2 separate regions of the Mus musculus genome follow, and region 1 is linked to region 2. The links are chromatin contacts, called in public HiChIP or PLAC-seq maps. All regions are on one chromosome and are shown on one strand. The core of a region is the stretch at or near the end of the contact, and the rest is flanking DNA. Distances in the headings are between cores, read along the strand shown.

Region 1 (3,297 bases), core at 322-2,821, 220 kb after region 2:
GCATGCTTTTAATATTAGTATTTGGGAGGCAGAACAGGTGGATCTTTGTGAGTTCAAAACCAGCCTCATCTACATAGCAAATTCCAGGCCATCCAGGACTACACAGAGAAATGTCTTATTTTTGAAACAGAACAGAAGTAGAAACCGGCACAGCCACGAGGCCAGGACCAGGATAGGGGAGTCTGAGACCAGCTGCCTCCCCCAGGATAGACTGAGCAGAGCTGGACCAACAGTGGTTATTATACAGAGGGGTCACTGTCTGTAGTACCATTGGCCTCAGGGTGCTACACTCAAGGTTGGGTGTAGGAGGCCTCCTCTCCATGGAGATGGCACATGACTCCTGAGAATGGCTGCCCTACAGCTCTCTGGCTTCTGCCTACTGCACTGTGTGTGGTTTCTCAGAGCATCTTCATCTGCCAGTGCCCAGGGCCTCCTTCACCCTCTCTCGTGTTACAGCCATGCTTTGCAGTCTCACGCTCACCCACCTGGACTGGGAACAGAGGACTGCACTGGAATGCCTCATGTCAGTCTGTGGTCTGCTCCAGAGCCTAGGAAAGGTCTGCTGCCCTTTCCTTCACACAGTGGGTTCTAGGTATGCTGTGGTAATCTGGGTGCACTGCCTGTATCCTAACTCTTGTGGAGCTTAGACTATCCTCTGTCCGGCTGCTGTAAAGAGATGCCATGGCCAAGGCAATTATGATAAAAGAAAGCATTTAATTGGGACTGGCTTATGGTTTCAGAGGTTGACTCCATTCTCAGCATGATGGGGAACATGGTAGCATGCAGGCAGGCTCTGGAGCAGCAGCTGAGAGCTACATCCTGATCAGGCTAAGAGGGAGCCTGGGTCTGGCATGACCTTTGGCAACCTCAAAGTGACAACCCCAGTGACACACTTTCTCCAACAAAGTCACTCATACTCCAGCAAGGCCACCATTCCTAATCCTTCTAATCCTTTTAAACAGTTCCACTCCCTTTATGACACAAACATATGAGTCTATGGGGCCTTTTTTTTTTTTTTTTTTTGGTGTTTTTGAGACAGGGTTTCTCTGTAGCCCTGGCTGTCCTGGAACTCACTCTGTAGATCAGGCTGGCTTTGAACTCAGAGATCCGCCTACCTCTGCCTCTCAAGTGCTGGAATTAAAGGCGTGTGCCACCACTGCCCAGCCAATATGGGGCCATTCTTATTGAAACCACCACACCTGTTGAGTATGAGACTGGTCACAAGTGTGTGTGTGTGCTAAGAGGTCATTAGTGGAGAGAAATTGAAGAGGAACAAGGTGTGCAATGTGAATTGGATGGTACAAATGTAACATTACACTCAACAGCTTTGCGTCATGTGCCCATTGGGAACACAAGCTCTCTTCTTGCCCATGGGCTTAGGCTACAAGGGCACTGACTTCTGCAGCATTTTTTCTATAACCTCCCTTCCACTTACATGTCCCCTAAAAAGCAGCAGTGCAGAATGATGTCAGTAGCAGTGGCAACAAGGGTAGGGGTGTGTGTGGGAGGGGCCTCAGCAGAGCTTGCCGGGGGCGGCACTGATCTCAAATGCCATACAGTTGAACATCAACTGTTCACTGGTGTGCTGGGCTCGGCATGACTGGCCAAGCGTGACTGTGCAGCAGCTGTAGGGCTGAGCAACCCAGGTGCTGTTGTTCTGAGGAATTTTCCACTCAGGTTAATGGCATCTTTCCAGTGAGTAGGGCCAGTGAGCCTAGGTTGGATCCTGGACCAAGGGCAGCTTGCTGAACTGAGAACTATCTGGGGCCTGCTCTGGAAACAAAGCAATGTGATAGCAAAGATATGGCCACTGCCTTTGTCCCTGGATGCTGTGTTTAAGGGATCAGTGGACATTGACCCCGAGGAGTATACCCTGTGGCTGAGAGAAAACAGTCCTGTGGCTACAGCAGCTACCACACCCCTGGGAGCTTCCTGGCCAGTGCCATGGATGTTGTGAGTGCTATTTGGGTGTCCCTACTGCTTTCTCCTCTGTGTCTCTGCAGGGTCCCCAGACAAAGGATGCATATCGGGAGGCAGTATCTCTGGAAGGAGCAGAGTAGGAAAGCTTGCAGCTTGGTCATCCCACAGCTTTCTGTGATGGGCTGAAGGCACCAGAGACTTCCACAGACAGGAGAAATATGGCCTCTGCCTCAAGAAGCTGGTATTGACAAGAAGCTGGCTGGAAACAAGAATAAACAAGTGTTCAGCACCTTAAAATAAACAGGTGACATGGGCCATGAGGAAACGGAAGCTGAGCTGTTGCTGGGGCTAGGGACTACAGGGAAAGATGGTTTTGCTAGAAGAGGTCACATTTAAACCAAACCTGGAGTGACAAGAACAGACTCAATGCTCAAGGGGAAGAGAAAGGCTTTGAGCTCTGGCGCCCTTAGCCCATAGGTCACGGTACGCATTGATTTCATGGGGAGGGCAATGAGAACCTGACAACAGATGTTAAGTAGGAGAAGAATGTGATCAAAGATCTGATTACAAATGTATGAGGTGTTCTGGGAGGCCTGTGGAGTATGGTTAGTTCTGATGAGCAAGGACGCCTTAGGGCCATTGCTAATGGAGTTAGTGTAGAGATGCACTACAAGGAGAGGTAGGAGTCAGGGTGCATCTGGAGAACAAGCTCTGAGGATGGTCTCAGGGATAAGAACCTGGAGATGTGTGGGGTCACCATGACTGATGGGCAGGGAAGGCAGGAGTGCCTGCTACCTATGGTCTATTATGACTGGAAGGTAAGGATGCCCATCTGAGGCTAGGGGTGGCATTCCTAGCCCAGCAAGGCCAGAGAGCTCTGCACATCAGTTGCCATTAGTCCCTGTGGAGAGCCGTGCGTGACGCGAGCAATCGCCATTATAAGATGGCGCTGGCCTCCGCTGTGCCTAACTAGTAAACAAGCCTTGTGCGCAGGTGTGAGAGTGAACTCACTCCTAGTCACTGCCCATCTCGGAGCATAGTAGTGGGGTGATAGGCGAGCAACAAATCAGGAGCTGACACACCATATCAGGTGCTGAAACGCCATGGCTGAGGGCTATATAAGCGACTCCATTTTCTGGGGTTGGGGTCTTCCTGAGAAGTAAGCAATAAAGCTTTGCCGCAGAAGATTCCGGTTGTCCCGAGTGTGTTCTTGCTGGCAGGGACAAAAGCTCGGGATAAGTCCCCATCTCAAACTCCCCCCCCCCCCCCACAACCCAGACCCCAGCTGCTCACTGTTTGCATGGGCAAGACTCTACCTCCCTGACTCTGAGATGCAAATCTCAGAGATAAATAACTCTGAGTTTTCAATCTTAAGTC
Region 2 (3,443 bases), core at 206-2,705:
GTTTTGTTTTGCTTTTTTGTTTTTTCAAGACAGGGTTTCTCTGTATAGCCCTGGCTGTCCTGGAACTCACCCTGAAGATCAGGCTGGCCTCGAACTCAGAAATCTACCTGCCTCTGCCTCCCAAGTGCTGGGATTAAAGGCGTGCGCCACCATACCCGGCTTAGCTTCTCCTTTTTATAGATAGCACCTACATGAAGGTGATGGAGTATAGATGCCAAGAAACTAGAACCAACCCAGATGTGAGGGGGAGAAAGAAGCTATGGGGAGAACATTAGGGACAGTACCAAAACATGGGTAACAGCGAAAAGGGCAAAGCTAAGGTGGAAGGGCTTAGGTAGGGAGGGAGAACAGGAAGATTAAGGAGAGGAGGAGTAGGCACCAACGAAAAACTCAGAGCTATTAAAAAAAAAGGCACAAGGAGACCTGTTACTTTGTAGGTTTATACACAAAGTAGCGTGCGTACACACACACACACACACACACACAGGTTTAAGAGCAAAACAACAGATGCCAGGGTTAGGCCTACAGCAGTCTATGTCATCATGGTACTGGAGAAGTGGCTGAGACTTCTACATCTGGATCCAAAGACAGCAGGAAAAGAGTCAAACTAGGCCTGGCTGGAGCTTCTGAAACCTCAAAGCCTACCCCCAGTGACACACTTCCTCCAAAAGGGCACACCTCCAATAATATCACTTCCTCTGAGTCTATGGGGGCCATTTTCACTCAGAACACTCCACCCACCAATCCCTGAGCTTGCTCCAAGCTCAGGAGCTGAAATATCACTAATCCCCACCCTAGAAATCTTCATCCCAAACACTCCTCCCCTGAAAACCCCCATGTACACCTATCTTCTCCCCAGTTCTCTGCTGCTTGACCAAGCAGGAGCAGCTATCTCCTTGTGTCTTTCCCAAAAAATCTCTTGTGTTAGGGTTGTTGTGTGGTGTGACCTTGTGGCTTTCCTTGGCTCCAATGTACCAGGATACATTTCCTTTTAGAACTGTAACTGGGGAATTCTCCCATCTCAGAGCTGCAGTACCTCCACTGGGGAAACCTTTCCCTCGGATCTACAAAACCTCCATTGGGAAAACCTTCTCCCTTAGAGCTGTAACACTTCCATCTGGGAAGCGTTTCCCTTAGAGCTGCAAAAGCCTCATTTGGGGAAGTCTTTTCCCCCTTCAGAGCCATAAGATTTACAAAGGTGTCTTGGTGATTAGGAACCAAGAAGTACCACAAAGTCACACCACACAACAAACCTCACACAAGAGATTGGTTGAGGAGAATCACGAGGTTGCAACCACATCTAAATGGGAAGAGAGACAGCAGAGGGTTGTGGGAGGAATAAGATTTTGTGGGGGTAGAGGGGTGGGGAGGCATTCACAGTGAGCCAGGGCAGAAGTACAGCACAGACAGAAGTATTGTTTGGCCATGAAAGCTGAGTCATAGGGGCAGGGATTTCCAAGTCTCAAGCTGTGTTTGGGTCAAGACAGAGTCAGGTCCTTCGGCCATGATCTCAGTCTTGGTCAAGTCAGGGGCAGGGTTTTCTTGCCCTGGTTCCCTGTTCCCTTCATTTTTCCCTTTTGTGTTAATTATTGATAACTAACCGGGTTTTGTAGAAGATAAAAGCAACATGCTCTCTTCCATAACTGCTTCCTACTGAAATGAAGGTGTGGCTGTCAGGGCCTAAGAAAGCTGGAATGCTAGCCAAAAGCTGGGGAGAGGGATCAAGCAATGGGGGTTCAGCAGAAGCATCTGTTTGCTGACCCAGCTGGAGACAGGGCACAATCGCATTGGCTGGACTGGTTTACATCAGCTTTCAGTATGTCCAGGGCACACAGCCATTTGGAAGTTTGTAGTCTGTAGCTGGTTTCTGGATGGTGTCTGCCAGTCTCTAGACTAGGAGCAGAAGGTTAAGTTTAGGAACTTAAAGGAAAATTATACATTTGGACCTTTCAGGCCCATAGTCCTGGTATTTGTGAGAGGGGAGGAGTCCAGAGACCAGGGGAGAGAGAGACCACAGGCTCAGAGGTAAGCAGCGGGGCAGGGAACACAAGCAGTACTTATTTGACAGTAAGAGGTAGACCCAAGTCTATGACTCCCTTGGATCTAAAGCATATATGAATATTCTGTTTACAAGAAGAGATAAAAGTTTTAGATATATTATTATTACCACTATTTATAATGTGTATGGAAATCCACATTATAGAAAAAGCAGCTAGCAGGTATCTTGCTTTGAGTCATAGCAGAAGCTTTGGGTCAAAAAGCTTGAAAAATTTTCCTTTGTCTAGAGGGCTGGGCATATAGATTGGACAGAGATTTTTTTTAATTTTTATTAGGTATCTTCCTCATTTACATTTCCAATGCTATCCCAAAAGTCCCCCATACCCATCCACACCCACTCCCCTAACCAACCACTCCCCCCTTTTGGCCCTGGCGTTTTCCTGTACTGGGGCATATAAAGTTTGCAAGTCCAATGGGCCTCTCTTTCCAGTGATGGCCAACTAGGCCATCTCTTGATACATATGCAGCTAGAGACAAGAGCTCCGAGGTACTGGTTAGTTCATATTGTTGTTCCACCTATAGGGTTGCAGATCCCTTTAGCTCCTTGGGTACTTTCTCTAGCTCCTCCATTGGGGGCCCTGTGATCCATCCAATAGCTGACTGTGAGCATCCACTTCTGTGTTTGCTAGGCCCCGGCATAGTCTCACAAGAGACAGCTCTATCTGGGTCTTTTCAGCAAAATCTTGCTAGTGTATGCAATGGTGTCAACGTTTAGAAGCTGATTATGGGATGGATCCCTGGATATGGCAGTCTCTAGATGGTCCATCCTTTCGTCACAGCTCCAAACTTTATCTCTGTAACTCTTTCCATGGGTGTTTTGTTCCCATTTCTACAAAAGGGTAGTGTCCACACTTTGGTCTTTGTTCTTCTTGAATTTCATGTGTTTGGCAAGTTGTATCTTATATCTTGGGTATCCTAAGTTTCTGGGCTAATATCCACTTATCAGTGAGTACATATTGTGTGAGTTCCTTTGTGATTGGGTTACCTCACTCAGGATGATGCCCTCCAGGTCCATCCATTTGGCTAGGAATTTCATAAATTCATTCTTTTTAATAGCTGAGTAGTACTCCATTGTGTAAATGTACCACATTTTCTGTATCCATTCCTTTGTTGAGGGGCATCTGGGTTCTTTCCAGACTCTGGCTATTATAAATAAGGCTGCTATGAACATAGTGGAGCATGTGTCCTTCTTACCGGTTGGAACATCTTCTGGATATATGCCAAGGAGAGGTATTGCGGGATCCTCCGGTAGTACTATGTCCAATTTTCTGAGAAACCGCCAGACTGACTTCCAGAGTGGTTGTACAAGCTTGCAATCCCACCAACAATGGAGGAGTGTTCCTCTTTCTCCACATCTTCACCAGCATCTGCTGTCACCTGAATTT

Evidence for each region. HiChIP or PLAC-seq counts read pairs in DNA pulled down with a chosen protein or histone mark.
Region 1: a contact with region 2 is called in a FOXA1 HiChIP or PLAC-seq map of pancreatic cancer cells. The contact joins two enhancer-like sites. A contact is called at or near these places in 1 of 115 datasets of contacts at active chromatin or transcription factors (pancreatic cancer cells) and 2 of 9 other capture datasets (liver and pancreatic islet).

Annotation. Positions count from the first base shown.
Region 1 is chr16:4,027,905-4,031,201 of GRCm38.p6, forward strand. No RefSeq gene overlaps it. Among named protein-coding and RNA genes, the nearest start is that of Dnase1, 7.5 kb to the right of the region's middle. Within about 2 kb of position 1,572, at least 36 of the 459 cell types and tissues checked have an H3K27ac peak or open chromatin away from gene starts, as enhancers often do. A contact at or near this core is called in pancreatic cancer cells, where this site is marked.
Region 2 is chr16:3,806,701-3,810,143 of GRCm38.p6, forward strand. No RefSeq gene overlaps it. Among named protein-coding and RNA genes, the nearest start is that of Olfr15, 31 kb to the right of the region's middle. Within about 2 kb of position 1,456, at least 12 of the 459 cell types and tissues checked have an H3K27ac peak or open chromatin away from gene starts, as enhancers often do. A contact at or near this core is called in pancreatic cancer cells, where this site is marked.